Regions from separate parts of the Mus musculus genome. Here regions 1 and 2 are each linked to region 3. The links are chromatin contacts, called in public Hi-C and Micro-C maps. All regions are on one chromosome and are shown on one strand. The core of a region is the stretch at or near the end of the contact, and the rest is flanking DNA. Distances in the headings are between cores, read along the strand shown. Region 1 has its middle 4.8 kb from the start of Gm32186. Region 2 has its middle 7.1 kb from the start of Gm32090. Region 3 has its middle 16 kb from the start of AI197445.

Region 1 (2,966 bases), core at 12-2,511, 180 kb after region 3:
TTAAAGAGCAATGGTGCCTACCTCATCCAAGTTCTGACCTCCGACTTCTGCCTCATCTCTCTTGGAATCTTTCCTCTTCCTCCCTTTCCCTCCCCACCTCAGCCAAGGTTCTGAGGTTCAGCCATTGCTCTGCTCCATGACACCCACCCAGAAGCCCTCTGTGGACTGGTGAGCTTCCTGCCCCTCCTCTGCCTCCACACCTCCCAAGTGAGACCAAAATGATGCGGGTGTCCCTGCTTCAATGTCTGCCCTGTGCCTGTCCCAGACCAGCCCTCCCAGCTCTTCTCCCTCCAGCCTACCCACCCACAAGCCACTTTACCAGGTGAGCCTCAGGGAAGGCTCTTCTTACCTTGCCTCGCCTCCTCTCTCAACCTCTTGCTTCAGTTTTCTTTAGTCGGTCAGTCATTTGTTATCAATGATATTGCTAGTCATGACCCAATATGTGATAGGCTCAGGATGCAGACAAAAATTCACCAAGCACAGAAACGCTTACCTTCGTGGGGCTGATGGCTTAGTTTCTTGTTGTCCCTCTATCCCATGTCTTCAGCTCTAAACAACGTCCAGTCTCTCCAGCTACACCCTGCAGCCTCCAAAGCCCCCAACCTGTCTACTCGCTACAGCCTCCGGGCATTGCTCTGTTCACCGTTGTCCTAACCCCTTCTTCCTACCCATCCCTCAGGGCCCTCCCTCCCACCATGATCTGCTCTCAGTTCTGACCTGTCCCACTATGAGACAACCCTTATAGCTCCCTGAGTGGGTTGTCTGCCCTTGCCGTAGCAAACACCTAACAAAAGCATCAAAAGGAAGGGAGGGAGGGAGGAAAAGAGGGAAGAAGGGAGGGAGAAAGGGAAGGAGGGAGGGAGGGACGGAGGGACAAAGGGAAGGGTTTATTGGGCTCATAATAAAGGATCCCCATCATGGCGGAAAGGACATGCTGGCACGAGACAGCTGGCCACACTGCATCCGCTATCAGGAAGCTCAGAGAGATGAATATTAGTGCTCATCACACTCTGTTTTATTCTGTTCAAACTTCAGCCCGTTAGACATGGCTACCCACTTTCAGGGTGGGTTTTCCTACCTCAGTTAAACTAATCTAGAAACGTTCTCACTGACACGCCTAGAAGTTTGCCTCCCAAGTAATGTTACATTGTGCCAAGTTGATAATGAATCACCACAAACCCTGTGCTGTCACTAGATGGTAAGATCCCTGCAGCCCCAAATGGTCTGGCCACTCTTCCATCTTCCTGTGGCAGCATCTGACACAAACCCCACCAGGACAGCAGCTGCTGGGCGGGCAGGCAGCTGCTGTTCTAAGTATTGTTCTGAGCGTGCTGGCCTGGCTCTCCCTCTCAATAATCAGTCAAGGTAAGTGCTTAGGCATCTCCACTGTTAGAGGACAAAACAGGTTTTGAGAAACTAAACAACTCAACACCAGTGCTCACTGGGGGGGGGGGGGGGGGGGGAGAGCGGGGAGGAGGGGAGGAGGGGAGGGGAGGGGAGGGGAGGGGAGAGGAAGGCAGGCTTGCTCTAACCGCAGTACCCATGAGCAATACCCTCCCTTCTTCTCTCTGTCTTGACCTAACAAAAATGAGTGCTTTATAAACCGGTGATGAGTGAAGGCATGGCTGACATCTGACTGTTCACTTCTGCCCACTCCTGTGAACAAATCTTATGTATTTTTTACACATTCCGTACCATATAACTGGTTCATAGAACTATGCAGTAAGTTGACTTAGTTTGCATGACAGGATCAGAGAAACTAAGACTAGGATGTTTACCCAAGGTCATACAGCAAGCAAATGCTGGTCCTGATCAAATCTGGAGCTCTCTAATAATGAAGCCCTCTTTTCTGCATAGCATTCACTACTCACGGGTAGTAGGCTGTGTAGATTAGCCCAACCCTTTAGAAACGCAGAATATTCTCTGACTTTTGGCTACATGATCAACTCCTTTCAAAGCTTCTCTCATAGGAGTTGAATAGAAGACAAAGTGACCAAATTTTCATTTTTTTTCAGGTCTGTCTCTTTTGAATTTTTCAATTTTTATGCCTCTAATTTTTATTGCTTTAAAACACCAAAATTCACTCTAGTTCTCACACAGGCTTCCAGCATTCTAAACTCAAACACTGTGTTCTCTGCCTCTTGGAGGCATCCCCTCCCTGAAGAAGGCCTAGAACCTCAGACAGATGAGGGGTCACAGCATCTTCTGCAACAGGCACCAGCTTAGAAAAAAGGCGGCAGCAAGATGGAGTCCTCTCCATGAGGGAAGGAAGATTAAGAGATCAGATGTGCACAGGGCAACGGAGATTAAATGGACGGACGGCGTGCACCCTTTCCACGTGGTTCAGGAAGGTGGGAAGGATGGTTATCTAGGATATCACACTAAGCAGAGAAAGCTAACAGGCTGCTGCTGCTTGGGGTGGTAGAGAAGCTGAGTTCCCCCAGACCTCACCTTGGCTCAAGGTTAACCACCAGTGGGATCAAGTTCCTTGTGTGGGACTGGCCTCTCACATCCCTGAGACTCTCTGGCTCACCTATCCTTCCAACTCCACTCTGAAGGGGCTCTTAGCCAGCCATCTAAGGCCCAAGTCCCGTCAGTGCACTGACAGGGACTCCTGTGCTTCAGGAAGGAGATATCTCCTCTCCTTCTACGGAGTGGAAATTCTGGGTGTGCTATGCAAGGCCAGGCCAGAGCTAGCACAAATGGAAGCTCCCAGAGGGCAGGAGCCTAACTCTGTGGACTCAACCTGCCACTGGGGAGGAAATGGCAGGCCAGGCCATGCTGAATGTTGTAGGGCATCAGGCATGGAGGAATAAAGAGAGTGGGAGAAAACCTGTGTCCCACCAGAGTTTCGGTGCTCTGGGCAGGCAGACGCAGGAGGACTGCCACACACTTTCCACACGGCCCTGATTGGGTGTCTGGCTGTGGGAAGCCTGGGACCCAGCCTGCAGGGGTGGACAAGGGGC
Region 2 (3,118 bases), core at 90-2,589, 130 kb after region 3:
GACTGAAACCCGTATTATCCACAGCTGACAAGTGTCAGGGCGACAGTTCAATCAGCCCTTCCTTGAGATGATGCTCACGGCCCTGTGTTTGAAGTAGGACAATAAAGCAAGAGACACAATCGGGGCCAAACTGATCCAGACCCTGTATGTAAAAGGGATCCTACCTAATAACACAGTGCCGATTTTTTTTTCTCCTCTCCAAACACATTAGTCCTTAAACAGTAACTTGGCCCTTAAGAAAATCTGTGACTGACATGAAAATGCTAAGTTTTAACGTGGTTGGTTTATCTGTAACCTCACGGGGCTGCTTCTTTGTGCAGAGTGGTTTTGTCAAAGTCAGAAAAATAATGTATTCAGTGTCTGATCATTGGGGGGGGGGGGGAGCTGTTTGAATGGGATTTTAAGTCAGGCATCCTGATGTTGACACGGGGGATCATTTTCTTGTCCTCTTGTTTTACATTTGTGGAACAGATCATTTGCATCGGCTAATAAAATTAAAGAGAAAAAAAAAAGCATACAAAAGCCGGCTCCCTCCTGCAGCAACCCTTCATCTCTTCCACCAGCCAGGGAAACAGAGTTGCCAAGCCTGTTTCTTTATGTGAAGTTTCTCTAGGACACAGACTGTAATGCAAATAGATACGCAAGCGTAATTCCTCTGCAGCCTGGGTAGCACTTAAACACGAGCGCATATTGAAGCATTTCTGTACAATCAACAGCATGGCCAAAGCCGAGGAAATGCTGCTAACACTCCTTGCAGGGACTGGGGCACAGTAGGCCTTGCTCTCCGGAAGATTCTAGGTCACTGCCAGGCAATGGCAGCGTAGAAGGGAAGGGTGTTCGCCTCCTTAGAAGGAGTCAGAACACTTGAATGCCTTTAATAGGGAAAGAGTCAAAGACCCTCTTCAAGCATCATAAACTCTGTGCGCCAGAAGGTACCACAGGGAACGTCAGATCCAACCCCTGTTCTCTATGGATGGAGCCCAGGCACATTCTGTGACTTCCGTGGTCAGCTTAAAGCTTAACAGCAGACGACTCGGTTTTGTTTCTCTTCCGTCTGGCTTTAGCAGGCAGAGCCAAGTTCGTGGGGGAAAGGTTTGATCAAAAGGAGAATCCAGGTCAGATGGTGAGTAATGGTGGTCTGGAGCTACCAAACGTGACAGGCCGATTCTCTCTTGGGCAGTTTTAGCAGTGTGCGCTGTGTGTTGCTTAATCTGTCCACCCACGCTGCTCTGTCCCTGCTCATCTGTTTACCCACATTCTCTGCCGCTCTCTGCCCTGCCCACCACATCACTCAGACTCTCTGGGTTATCAGCTGCCAGGGCAAGGCAGATGTGGTCAGCCAGGCCCTCCTCCTTTGTTCCTCTCTTGAGTCCCCATCTATGGGGTGGCTGACTCCTCCCAGAACTCTGCTTATACTGAGTGATTGTAGCCCCAGTCACAAGCCCCAGTCTCCCAGTGTCCTCCTGTGACCCTACAGTCATAGGCTTTCATACCGTCACTTAGTTGCTATAACTAAGTCTGCCACCCCACCCCTACCCCTGTCTGTTCACACTATTCTGCCCAGACTTCTGAAGGAGCTCCCCTTGTTTAAGTCTCATTCTGAGCTCAGGGGAGTCCCATTTCCTATTAGGACCCACACAGAACAATGACTCGCAGGACTCTTAAATGGATGTCCTACAACTAGTCCCGTGCTGTTAACATATTTTGAATTCCCTTGGAGAATCCGGTGAAAGCTATAGGCTCTTATCCCAGAACAAAATCGGTGGCACGCATACATGAAGTGACAGGAAGTTCTCAGGTTCCTCAAGGCGCTCTCCATATCCCCTAGGGTGCCCCCAGACTACCAATATCTCCGCTCAATGAATCTTCTAGGAGCCATCTAGCAAAGCTCCATTTGATCGCGGCATGCTTCTCCCATGGCGCTTATAGTGGAATATCCCACAGAGAACATGAGGCCAGGCCTCTCACCACAGCATGTCAGACTTCATTGACAGGGTCCCGCTAACAAAAGAGCCAAAGAGAGGGAATTTAATGCAGGGGAGTTGCTGCAGGGGGAGGTGAAAGGGCAAAGGGGAGGGAAAGGCAATCCAGAGATTAGCACCAGCAGGAAGCCAGTGGCAGGGACAAAGGGGAGAGGTGAGGTCATTGGTACCCAGGAGTCAGGGCCTCCCGGAGAGCCTCAAGAAGACCACCTGGCCCCTGCAAGAGATGTTGTCCAAAGCAGAAAGACTGTCTGGTGGTTTTCCTCCCATTGATCTCCATTCCCTCATACACCACACTCTTCAGAAGTTGGGGGCTGGGGGGTGGGGGGGCGGGGAATGAGAAAGCAAAGGACTGATCTGAGCCTGAACAGGAAAATGATTCCCACAAAGCCTTCATGACCTGACTACCCCTTCCTATGGAACTCTGGCCCCTGGAACCTGGGTTGTTCTGGAAGATTCAGTCTCCTCATATCTTCAGGGTACCAACTATCTGCCAGGCTAGTTCCGAGAGAACAGAGCTGGAGAACGCTACCCAAGAGTTACAAATAATATCAAATAAAAGCAGCAAGATTAGAACAGAGGACGAAAGACTCATTTCCAGGCTTGCAGGGCAGTGTGATAGCTCAGGCAACATGAGGTCAGGAGCTGATGACAAGAATAATCAGAGAAACTTCCATGGCTTCCCCCAGAGACTTGTGATAATGAAACCTAAAGGTTTTGAAACCCAGGGCTGGATACACAGGGGCAGATACACTGATAACTGAGGTTGTACACAGGAATCCTCTAGGAAGCTTTGTGTGTGTGTGTGTGGGGGGGGGGTGATAAGATACAGGGTCCTACCCAGTGACACACTTGAGTCCATACTTAAACCACAAAAGATGGTTGTTGGTTAAACACAGCCACTATGTATATGGGTTATATGTGCTAAAATTAAAATGCTTACTAAAAATATAGTGAAGAAACATTTTTTTAAAAACCACCCCCTCATAGTAACTGAATGGATCTTATGCTTTTGAGGTGGTTGGCTGCCTGAAACTATGGGGACTCTATGTTATAATGTGTTGTTCTTCCTGACTCGGAGTACAGCCTCACTACAGTGAGAGCTTATAGAACACGTGCATCACACAAATTAGCCA
Region 3 (2,781 bases), core at 161-2,660:
TCAGTCGTCCCCCATGAGATGAAAACAGCAGAGCTGAGTCCAGTGACCTGGGCCATGTGGATAAAGAGAATGAGCCCCAGCTGCACCAGTAGCTCCAGTGTCCTGCCCTGGGAGCCTTCTGGCCACAGGAATGTAGCCAAGGCATTTAGCAAAGAGCAGGACGAAAGTGTGTGTGGGAGGGAGTGGGGGACATTTTCTCACGCATCGGCGTAAGAGGCACAAGTGGCATCTTTTTGCAGCAAATTAAATTAAACTAGATTATTGCCGATGATGCCAAGTCGCATTTAAAACCCTTTCCAACCTGAATATTAAAAACCCTGCCTGGCACATCCTGCTCTCCTTTCAGAGATAAAGCTCAACTCGCACACAGGCTGCTGCCTTGCCTCACTGAGCCTCACTCCCCGCCTCTTCTGATTAGGCCTCTCTCCCGTCTCCCCTGGGATTTCATCTGGGAGGCTAACAGCACTGGTTCCCCAGGCTAGCCTGCAGGGTGTGTCAGATACCTGGGGAAGAGTCAGGCCCCTCCCTCTAGAGACCTGGGCTGTACCGCCAGAGCTTGGAAGATGTTCTGAAAGGAGCCTAGAGATGCCTACCTAGACCTCATTTTCTTGGTACTTTTTTTTTTTTTTTGCTGGAGGGAAAAGCTCCTTAGGCCCCCATGTAGCTGAGAAGTCTCTCACACTGCAAGTTCAACTCCCTGAAGGCAGTGCTTGGCTCCTTCTGGTTTTAAGGTAGGTGTTATAAATTGCCTGCCATAAACTCCCTGGAAGCAGATGAGGTACCACATCAGCTAATAAGCAACAATGACTTGACAACTGGAGTTTCTGCTCAACCAAGTAAGAACACTGAAAACTCACAAAGCTGTGCTTGTGGTAGCTGCTTTAAAGTTCTATTTTTATTTATTTTATTTATTTTTATTATTTCTGGAGGGGTTGTTTTGTTTTGCTTTGCTGTGGGGACCAAGTCTCATTCTGTAGCCTAGACCGACCTAAAATGCATTATGCAGCTGTGGCCTTAAACTCAGGGCAATCCCTCTGTTGCAAACTCCCACGTGTTGAGAATTATAGGCATGAGACACTATACCTGAGTCCCTGGGAAAACTCATCTCAGCCCACTTCCAACATAAAATTGTTTATCTGGGCAAATCTCCTTTTTCTTTTTTAGTGTGGTAGGGCACCATACGACTCTGAGCCATTGGCACAGGAGTCCTCACACTGGTGCCCTTAGAGGCAGATCACACATTGCACTGGGCAGTGCTGGCCCTGGGAAGAATGGGGCTAACATGTTTTTAATTAAGTTTGATTTCAAGGGAAGGAAATGGCTTTGTGAGCAAGCCCACTCAGTTCTTATACATGGTTAGCTCCTGTGCTCAGCGCTATCCTGGACAATACACACAGGCTCTAAGTAATTGCCCCGCTCTGACTCACAGGCTGAGAGTGGAAATGAAATCACAGGATGAGCTGGCAGTGCCCAGTCCCTTGTTGTCAGAGTAAATGGGAAGTCCCCTTCCCTGTCACCAGTGCTGCTGATACATGGGCATGACCAACAGCTGGGCAGGACAGGTCAACAAGGGCAACCTGTAAAACTAACAGAAGGCCAGAGCCACTGCCTGGTGGCCTGCATGGGCCCTTTGTGTGAAGGGCTGGAAGTACTAAGCCCTGGCAGATGCAGGCATCCTGAGCCCCTCTCAGAAGACGCTCCTGTACTCTTTCTATTCACATCCAAGCCATGTTGCTGAGACAGTAAGTGGCTGCGGAGGAGGCTGAAGTAGATGAGGTTGTGCGTGTCCCTTCTGTTCTCGGGAAATATCAGTAGGGAATAGGAGAATAAGGGATAAGTCATGGTTTCTACAGAGACAGTTATTTCCTATGCTTGCTTCTCCTTTCATATGTACCAGTATATTCAACAAAGCCTGCAAGACCTAAGTGGAAGGACCTGACCCAGCAGAGGCCACTGTATCACGAAGCAACAGTGACCAGGTCAAAGTCTTCCACCAAGGTTTTAGAATGTGGAAAGCCACCACTGGACCTTTGGGTGTCCTCTCTATTTATCTCCATTAGGGATGTAGACTCCAGGATCTTCTGGGTTAAGTCCTTGGAATTTTATTTGAAGAAGCCTTCTTTCTTTCTTTCTTTCTTTCTTTCTTTCTTGCTTGCTTGCTTGCTTGCTTTCTTGCTTTCTTGCTTTCTTGCTTTCTTGCTTGCTTGCTTGCTTGCTTGCTTGCTTGCTTGCTTGCTTGCTTTCTTGCTTTCTTGCTTTCTTGCTTTCTTGCTTTCTTGCTTTCTTGCTTTCTTGCTTTCTTGCTTTCTTGCTTTCTTGCTTTCTTGCTTTCTTGCTTTCTTGCTTTCTTGCTTTCTTGCTTTCTTGCTTTCTTGCTTTCTTGCTTTCTTGCTTTCTTGCTTTCTTCCTATCTACTAGATATGTTAGCAACACAGACATGGTGCATTTCAGAGGTTTCCTCTAGCCAGCTTTCTTCGGGAGAGGCATAGAATAGAGCCACAGAAAACTGGAATAGTGACTCATTATGGCTAGTGGAAGGGGATGTTTAAGAAATCTTTTTCTGAGTCAGGTGGTGGTGGTGCACGCCTTTAATCCCAGCACTTGGGAGGCAGAGGCAGGCGGGTTTCTAGTTCGAGGCCAGCCTGGTCTACAGAGTGAGTTCCAAGACAGCCAGGACTACACAGAGAAACCCTGTCTCTAAAAAACCAAAAAAAAAAAAAAAAAAAAAAAAAAAAAACCAAACAAAAAACAAAAAACAAAAAAAAACAACAACAAAAAAAC

What was found. A called contact is a pair of places that touch in the nucleus more often than the background predicts.
Region 1: a Micro-C map of muscle stem cells shows a contact between it and region 3, with 3 times the contacts expected there. The contact joins two enhancer-like sites. A contact is called at or near these places in 3 of 484 Hi-C or Micro-C datasets (embryonic fibroblasts, embryonic stem cells and muscle stem cells) and 2 of 115 datasets of contacts at active chromatin or transcription factors (neural tube and pancreatic cancer cells).
Region 2: a contact with region 3 is called in a Hi-C map of myocytes, with 1.8 times the contacts expected there. The contact joins two enhancer-like sites. A contact is called at or near these places in 7 of 484 Hi-C or Micro-C datasets (the MC3T3-E1 cell line, the P5424 cell line, cerebral cortex and 4 more), 2 of 115 datasets of contacts at active chromatin or transcription factors (embryonic basal ganglia and embryonic hindbrain) and 1 of 9 other capture datasets (embryonic stem cells).

What each region holds. Positions count from the first base shown.
Region 1 is chr13:107,667,415-107,670,380 of GRCm38.p6, forward strand. No RefSeq gene overlaps it. Among named protein-coding and RNA genes, the nearest start is that of Gm32186, 4.8 kb to the left of the region's middle. Within about 2 kb of position 1,262, at least 5 of the 459 cell types and tissues checked have an H3K27ac peak or open chromatin away from gene starts, as enhancers often do. A contact at or near this core is called in muscle stem cells, where this site is marked.
Region 2 is chr13:107,618,397-107,621,514 of GRCm38.p6, forward strand. No RefSeq gene overlaps it. Among named protein-coding and RNA genes, the nearest start is that of Gm32090, 7.1 kb to the left of the region's middle. Within about 2 kb of position 1,340, at least 99 of the 459 cell types and tissues checked have an H3K27ac peak or open chromatin away from gene starts, as enhancers often do. A contact at or near this core is called in myocytes, where this site is marked.
Region 3 is chr13:107,484,376-107,487,156 of GRCm38.p6, forward strand. No RefSeq gene overlaps it. Among named protein-coding and RNA genes, the nearest start is that of AI197445, 16 kb to the left of the region's middle. Within about 2 kb of position 1,411, at least 65 of the 459 cell types and tissues checked have an H3K27ac peak or open chromatin away from gene starts, as enhancers often do. A contact at or near this core is called in muscle stem cells and myocytes, where this site is marked.